Regions from separate parts of the Mus musculus genome. Here all the other regions are linked to region 2. A link is a contact called in public Hi-C data. All regions are on one chromosome and are shown on one strand. The core of a region is the stretch at or near the end of the contact, and the rest is flanking DNA. Distances in the headings are between cores, read along the strand shown.

Region 1 (2,700 bases), core at 158-2,657, 140 kb after region 2:
AGTTCCTCAAGATCTACAGCCTAATAAAGTTCACAGCATGTTTGACAGCATTTTAAATATACATTATTCTTCTTGATTTGAATTGCAACATCTTTATTTAGCATTCAAACTCTTCACTGCCTCATGCCTCAAAGGATGATATTCTGCCCTAATAGCAGACTTTGTGATAGTTTTCAACTGTGCTCCATGTCTCTTACTGAGACTTTAAAGTCCTTGCTATCAAATCACTCGTCTAAAACTTAAAGTTTCTGTGGCATGATCAAAGGCTGAGATGCCATCGGAAACTTCTAGTAGGATTTCCTCTGGCCCCCGTAGAGCCTGGGTGCGAACACAGAATAAAGATCTTGAGTCCTCGATGATTCGTTGTCAAAGAACTGTGTCATGCAAAGAAAAGAGGTGAGAGTCAGGGAAGATTGAATCATCAGAGTGGAGACGAATCTCCTTACACCTTCCCTCCAACAGCTGGTGCACAAGAAGTGAGAGGAGCCCAGGCTGTCAACTGCAATCCGAACAAGCAGCCTCGTTCTTAGAGTACCAGGAACCTGAATGTCTACTCACAACACAAAGCAAGTGGAAGGAAACTACGTTGTTATGAATGCTTCTGCAAATGTTTAATAATAGCTAGTAGTCACTCCTTTCTATCTCTGCAACAAAAAATAAACTCAGTGTCAGGACTATAATAGTGTGTATATTGCTTGTGCACTGAAGACATCAACTAGTGTTACTTTATTTTATTTTATTTTTTGGTTTTTCATGACAGAGTTTCTCTGTATAGGCCTGGCTGCCCTGGAACTCACTCTGTAGACCAAGCTGGCCTCGAACTCAGAAATTTGCCTGCCTCTGCCTCCCAAGTGCTGGGATTAAAGGCGTGCACCACCATGCCTGGTCTAGTATTACTTTAATTCAAGTATATGCAATTGATAGTAAACCCTCCTTCTCACGGTGCTAACACTTCAGGAGATCAAAAGGCCTAGCTTTTGTTTTGTTTTGTTTTGTTTTGCTTTGCTTTGCTTTGCTTTGCTTTGCTTTGCTTTGCTTTGCTTTGCTTTGCTTTGCTTTGCTTTGACATGGGGTCTTACTGGGTGGCCTTGAACTCACTGTCTTCCTACCTCTGATTCCTAAGTGCTGGGATTACAAGTCATGTGCCAAGACGATTGGCTTGTGAAACAATTTTCATCAATGCTATTTCATTGGTCATAAATTATCCCTGTGGCAGGGAAGATAGGGACAGTATTATTGTCCTCATTTTTAGAGCTTAACAACAGAAACACTTCAAAATAATTTGCCTACAGTTAGAGCTAGTAAATTATAGGGCTGGGACCCAAGATCTTGGATTTTTGACTGTGGCAAAATATGCCGGAAATATAGTACAGTCTTGAAAGGAGGCAGATAATAAATAGCATGTAGTTGCCCTAAGGACAAGAAAAGACAACATAACCCTCATGACAGAAGATAAGAAAGGTCCTTTGATTCCTCTTCTTGGTGACAAAGAAAATCTTTCTCCAAACAGCTAAAATTTAAACTAGTCTCTTGGGTGTTTTTAAAATGCACAGAAGCCAGTGAGAAAGGCCTGGGCCCCGTTTGTGGCCCTTGTAGATAAGATTAGCAGTCATGCATCTACCTGGGGGGTCGTAAGATATTAACCATCCTGGGGTGGGTGGGGAAAGAATATCTCACCGTGCACAGTAACAGATGCCAGAAGACAAAGCAGATGATAAAATGATAGAGATCTTTGTGTCCCGCAAGATATTTGGCCTGGGGGACCATTGAGAAACCACACACAGTTGGAGTGATGGTAAAAAACTAAAAAGAAAGACTGTTTGGTACATGGCAGCCAGTATGTGTTAAATGCAAGAGATGTGTCTTCCCGGGAATCCAAGCTATGAGTACGAGAGCAAAGCTAAGTAGGAAGTCACACTTCTAGAACTGTGCCTATGTGTGTATTTGGGAGTACACACGAGTGAAACTGCTGTTCTTCATAAAGTCACATCCTTTTTACTAAAAGCATACTACTTACTAACTCAAGGCAGGTTTTTGTTGTTGTTGTTGTTGTTGTTGTTGTTTTAAATTGAAGGCAGAGGAATGATTGAGCTGTGCACAGTTAGCATCCTTTTCAAATAATTTTACTAGCTCGAAGGAACAACGCTTGTACGTATTTGGCGTCATTAAAGGTTAGGAAGTGACAGTGGTTAGGAAGCGTATAGGAACAAGGTCAGACGTTCTCTGAATAGAACTGTAGTTTGTAGACTCCTCTACAAGGGCTGAAGCGATGAATCAGTGGTTAAGAGCACTGGCTGCTCTTCCAGAGGACATGGGTTCAATTCCCAGCATCCACATGTCAGCTCATAAGTGTCTATAACTCCAGCTTCAGGGGATCCAACACTCTCATATAGACATATATGCATATATATGAAGGATTTATAAAGAAATCCTTTATTAGGTATGTGAGGCCTTTGCATCTCTCATCCCATTGTTCTGATGAGCCCTACTGTAATCATCAACAATAAAGGATTTGGCAGTGTAGGTGGAAGCAGGGCTCCAAGAAGAATAACATTGGGTAGGTAAGACCCAAACCTAGGTCTCCTGAAAAGGTAGCATTCTGCCAGAGGGAGTTCTTGTCTCTAAATAACATAGACGACACAGGAAAAGGACCAACTGCCAAGAGTCCTCCCAGGAGAGAAAATGAATACCCTGGCATGG
Region 2 (2,700 bases), core at 165-2,664:
CAGAGGAAAAGGCCAACAAACAGAGACACAGACTTTGGTAGAAATTTTTAGAACAGACTCCAGTAGTATAGGAAATAACCTCAAAAAACAAACAGGATTGAGTGAAATTCCAAAGCTTCTGGATAGCCAAAAAATAGTCAACAAACTAGAAAGACAGTTGACAGAACAGGGGTGTCGGGTGGGGGGTGGGGGATTACAGAATGGGGAGACTACACATCCAATGTGGGATTAATATCTAAAATCGAAACAGAATATTAAAATCTAAATGCTAATGAGCTGACTACAAGGCTCTCAAAGGGAGAGATACAATTCCCAATGAATATTTGAATAGGTGCTCAACATCCCTAAGCCATCAGGGAAATGTAAGTTAAAACTTCATTGAGATCCCATCTGATCTCGGCTAGTGATATCATTAAGAAAAACATGGCAACAAATGTCAGTGCCGATGTGGTGAAAGGAGAAACCGAGATGTAAAGTGGTACAACCATTTTAGAATTCAGCCATCAGGTTTTATTTTTTTAATTAAAGGTAGACGTATCATATGATCCAACTGTACTACTGCTGAGCCGTATACCTTTCTAAGGCAGCATACCACAGATTTTTGCCCTACCCACAATAGCCCAGCACACACGTTACTATATATAGAAAGTGTTAGTTTATATATATCTATAGGTAATGCAGTTTGCCATTACTAAACTACACCCCACTCCAAACATTCCTGTATGTGATTTGTTTTAGCAACCATGTCTTGTGTTGGGACTCCTGAACTAAGATACAAATTTCTATAACTATCTCCCATTAACAATTAATAAAGCTAATCAAAATGACTATAGCAGCCTGAAAATTGGAGCTATTTCTGTCCAAGCTTATCAATAGCTCTGTGTGTCTTTCAGTACTATCAGCCATTTTTGCTTTATCGGGTACTAAGTTTTTTGTGATTTTCAACATTATCTCTACATTCAAGTGTAATAGCTAAACCAAGAATCCAGTCAATTACTTCTAGTGAATCTTGACACTTGCACAGACAAGACAACTAGATACTTCTTAAATGACTAAGGCCAATGACTGTTACAGGTGCCTCTTAAATTACCTGTTTGACTTTCTGGTCTTCAAGTCAAATCAATACAGTTTAGATTGTGTTTAATGTTTGCAGTTGAAAGGGGCCAGGTTGGGGCGCACTTACACACATGATTCTCACATTTCTCCCTAATACCCTGGATAAGTTCAGAGAAAGAAATGAAATGAGGTACACAATGTGGATGTTACAACACAGGGAGAGAGATAGGGTACACTCCCAACCACGAGATAGGCAGCCTCTCTGAAACCGCAGAAAGTTCATGAAGCAGAGGAGAGAGGGTAACTAATTCCCTAATCTTTGGTGATGAGATTCCTCAGTTGCTGCTCCAAGGAACAAAGGCTGAGTTCCAGGGTACTAAAAAACTCTTTACAGCCTTCTACCTCCCACTTCACTGGACACTCTGAACTGCAGCCAAATTGAATTCAACACAAGACCTTTTTTTCCTAATGCCATTGTGACTTAATGGTTCTTTTTATCTACATCTTATCTCTCGGCTGTAGACTGTGGCTGTTCCTAATTCTTAAAGTGTCAGATCAAGGGATATGAGACCTCAGTAATTCTTTCCGAGTTTAAGATTGATAAGAAGAAAAAAAAATGGTCAGTGTCAAATAAATGATAGTGTGTGGCTGTGCTGTTTTAAATAGCTTCAGAATGCAGAAATGTGTCTCTTAAGAAAAATAAAAACCGACTTTGTCCTTTGTAGTTGTCATACAGAGCAGAAACAGTGGGAACAAATGTATCTGTAAAAACCCAAGTGCCAAGTGACTTCTTCGAATAAGACCATTGACATCAATGCTGTCTCTATATGAGTACACCTCTACGCAATCACCACTGGTGAGGGCTGTGCTATGAGGACACTTGACTTCTGCTGGAAATATGGAAAGGGTGAAAAGTGCTCTCAAAAGCAGAAGACAGATAGACAAAGATACTTTTGGAGGACGTGGCTCCCTTTGAAGATAGAATCTCAAGCTTCAGGAATATACTTTGGTTTAAATGGGAAAGGAGAGTGGAAAGAGAATGAATCTGGAATCATCAGGTTGTTTAAAAGGGAATGGGGCGGGGTGTCTTTAAAGCAATCCAGAATGGGCTGGCATAGAGCTCACTGGCCAAGCATTTGCCTGAAATGTGCAAAGCCTTGCCTAAGCCTTAAGATGGAAAGTGGAGTGAGGGGAAATCCAATGTGGTCATTTGAATTTTCCCCCCTATGGCCAAAAGAAAAACACTAAGGTATCTGAAGCTGAGCTTTCCTGATTCAGAAAGACCTTTCTGGTTTCCCACATCGCTTATGGAAAAGAGGAAAGTGGCCAAATACCCGCTGAAGTTAGGAGCCATCTGCAAATAGTATAATGAAGGAGAAGACTGTTGATGCAAAGCTCTGTGGACTCTGGCAACAGCAAGGAGGGGAGGGGAGAAAGAAATTGATGTAAGGTAAAGGGGGCAAGAAGGGCAGGTTTTAGTGGCAGATTATCTATGCTATTTGAGATGTTTGGGGAATTCTAAGAGAAGTCTTATTCATTTTATATATGCATTCCCTTTTATTTATTTATTTATTTTTACTCCACACAGAAGCACATATAAACATCCTAACAACATTCTTAGGTACACATGCCATAGAGCAGGCC
Region 3 (2,700 bases), core at 7-2,506, 230 kb before region 2:
GAATACCATGGGCTTTGTAACCTCAAAGAACACCCCAGTGACACACCTCCTTCAACAACGCCACACCTTCCAATCCTTTCCAAGCAGTTCTCCCCATTAGGAACCAAGCTTTCAAATAAATGTCCCAATGGAGGATAATCTCATTCAAACTATCACATGTTCTCTGACTGAATGGAGGCAGTGTCAAACTAAAAGCAAATTTTGAGACCAGTTCAGCAGGGAAGCACCCACACTGTCCTTGCCGCTATCTGCAAACCTTCACTTCTGAATTTCTCTCCTGCTCACCTTCAGAAGGCCTTTTCCTCTCAATTGCTTCCTGTCCGGCCTTCTTGTGACTGAACCATGGACCCCTCTTCCCGACCTTACACTTTCTGTCTCCCATCCTCTCATGTCTTCTTAAAAGATAACACCTGTATTTCTGTCTTTGGCTTTGGAATTTCAGTCATAATCTATATGACCAAATTGTTGTTGTTGCTTCACATAGTTTTAGAAATTATGACAGAGACCAACTGTGATTAGCCATTGGTATCAGCTTAAGGACTTTGCAAAGCACAGAGTCCCTAGGTTTGCTTGTCATTGTTTCCAATCAGTAGGCCTGTGGTGTGGCTGAGACATTTGTGTCCTTAAATAAATAACCCGGAATAATACCAAAGACCATCCATGTTTCAGCACCCTTGCCTGTCACACAATAATCAAGTTCATATCACACCACTTTAGTTCAAATGATTTCTAACACCTTTAGCTTCCAGAGATCACTTGCAAGACATGCTGCCATGCCTATTTGGAAGTCATCAACCAACAATTTTTCAATGATTCTTTTCTTTCAAGACAGGTCAACTTCTTTTCTGTGGTGCCTTAATATTTGCCGTTTATAGACCAAAGACACCTGTTCTCTGTGAAAGAGAACTGTTTTTTCAAATTTAAAATTGCAACACGGGATTTTTCTAAATCCTGCAGCCCCGTTTTTATTAGCAGATTGATACCAGTTGTGCACAGTCCTGGCAATAACAAGAAGCAATGTGCTCCTGCTTCCTATTAAGAAAAACAACGTTTCCTGATTTCTTATTACTCACTTGCTTATAAGGTTAAGGTATCAGGTAATGTGAGAGAACTGAAGGGCATAAGCTTATGTGATCTGCTAGAACCAAAGGAAACAAGAGCAAATTCAAAAACTCTGCGCTCCCAAATTTCTAGTCTTCTGTTTCTCGCCTAGAGTCATACTACCTCCCACACCGCACATGTTGTAAACTTTATGCGGCCCATCTGTTAAGGAGTTTGTTTTCCAAATTTGCAGGGGCTTGGCTCTTCTGGACTGAGTACCAGAACTAAATGTGACACAGATTTTTTTTTTCCCTGCTTAATAATTTTCAATCGCAAGGGCACTGATGTCGGAAAAGGTCAGGGGAAAGGAGGCAAGCACCGCAGGAGCGCACTGACTGTTAAACGGCAGGACATAGGCAAGCACATACTTAGCATCCGCCATGATGACAGGCATAGCTGTGCTCAGGGGATGTTGCATTTTTCAGGTTGGTTGTGGGATAAATGTGGGCACAGCTCGGCATTTAAAATGAGGCAGACTCAGACCACGATGTTTCCTCACAGTTAATGCAGAGACCATAGATAATAATTATGTTGCTGAGCCCACAGAGAATTTTTACGACTGATCCTCTATTAAACTGGCAAAACAAGAGGATAATGTCTCCAGCACTAACAAGTTGGCAGGGAAGTCGCTGGCAGCTCCTCCCACTGATGTTCCATCTGTGTGAGCCTTCAGCAGGATCCAGGATATTGTTTCCCTACACAGGTTGTTCCTGCAGTATAATCAAGAGAGACTGAGTGTAGATAGCTTTATTGTTTTTGAAAAAAAAAAATCACTGCCACTTCAGGGTAAGCAGCTCCTGGGCTGGGCACCCTCAGTTAAGTCTTGCTAGGAAGAAGCAGCCATGCGGTGACGTCAGCAGGAAAAGAACCATTTCGAAGCACCGGCTTGTCCAAACGACGTGAAGTCGCAGGAGAAGAAGAACTGCTTCAGAGCAGGATTCATTTTAGAAAATCCTTTTGAGTCCCTTAATCGAAACTTAAAAAATTGCTTTTGTTTAAAAATACCATTTTTGCTGGTGGCTAATAACAGAGCGCGTTTGCCCAACCTTGACTCTCCTCCGGTGTCCTGGTTACTGGCTCAGATTTTCCTCTTAAAAAATAACAGTTAAATGTTGAGGGAGAAAGATCTGTGAAGGCAAAGGGGGTATATAAACCAGCTGAGTCAAATCCTGAGTCAAACTCCTGTGTCAAACTCCTGTCATGACGTCTGTCATTGTACACTTGGCATGCGATGCAGAAATGGCCTCTGGACAAGCCAGGCAGCTGCCTCCATAGATTTCCTAAATACTCTTCTGATATTTAAGACATATTTTAATAATGAATTTACTGCATATTGTGTCTTATCCATTGTGTGTCCAGAATAGGGTCTCACTGGACATACTTTCTTGCTCTGATAATGGAAATGGATTCTAAGTCATCACTTAGATGAGGGAGAATGTTAAGCTAGTCAACCCTGCACAAACACATGGTACCACATACAACTCACTTTGGCAGAGGATTATATGTAAATCGCAGGTAAAATAGGCAACATCATGGTGCTTGTTTGCGCCAGCCTGGTTGTCCATATTTAATAGATTTGAATCTCACCCCAGGAAAGAA

The links. Hi-C and Micro-C count contacts between places; a contact is called where the count stands out from the background.
Region 1: a contact with region 2 is called in a Hi-C map of the G1E-ER4 cell line, with 2.2 times the contacts expected there. The contact joins two enhancer-like sites. A contact is called at or near these places in 1 of 15 datasets of contacts at CTCF or cohesin (the G1E-ER4 cell line) and 2 of 484 Hi-C or Micro-C datasets (both in the G1E-ER4 cell line).
Region 3: a Hi-C map of uterus shows a contact between it and region 2, with 5 times the contacts expected there. The contact joins two enhancer-like sites. A contact is called at or near these places in 8 of 484 Hi-C or Micro-C datasets (the G1E-ER4 cell line, Sertoli cells, Th2 cells and 4 more) and 1 of 115 datasets of contacts at active chromatin or transcription factors (bone marrow-derived macrophages).

The regions. Positions count from the first base shown.
Region 1 is chr10:98,861,299-98,863,998 of GRCm38.p6, forward strand. All of the region lies in intron 6 of Gm34346 (a long non-coding RNA gene), which reads right to left. Among named protein-coding and RNA genes, the nearest start is that of Gm34346, 20 kb to the right of the region's middle. Within about 2 kb of position 1,408, at least 7 of the 459 cell types and tissues checked have an H3K27ac peak or open chromatin away from gene starts, as enhancers often do. A contact at or near this core is called in the G1E-ER4 cell line, where this site is marked.
Region 2 is chr10:98,719,162-98,721,861 of GRCm38.p6, forward strand. No RefSeq gene overlaps it. Among named protein-coding and RNA genes, the nearest start is that of Gm40750, 87 kb to the right of the region's middle. Within about 2 kb of position 1,415, at least 13 of the 459 cell types and tissues checked have an H3K27ac peak or open chromatin away from gene starts, as enhancers often do. A contact at or near this core is called in the G1E-ER4 cell line and uterus, where this site is marked.
Region 3 is chr10:98,484,680-98,487,379 of GRCm38.p6, forward strand. No RefSeq gene overlaps it. Among named protein-coding and RNA genes, the nearest start is that of Gm34297, 51 kb to the right of the region's middle. Within about 2 kb of position 1,257, at least 31 of the 459 cell types and tissues checked have an H3K27ac peak or open chromatin away from gene starts, as enhancers often do. A contact at or near this core is called in uterus, where this site is marked.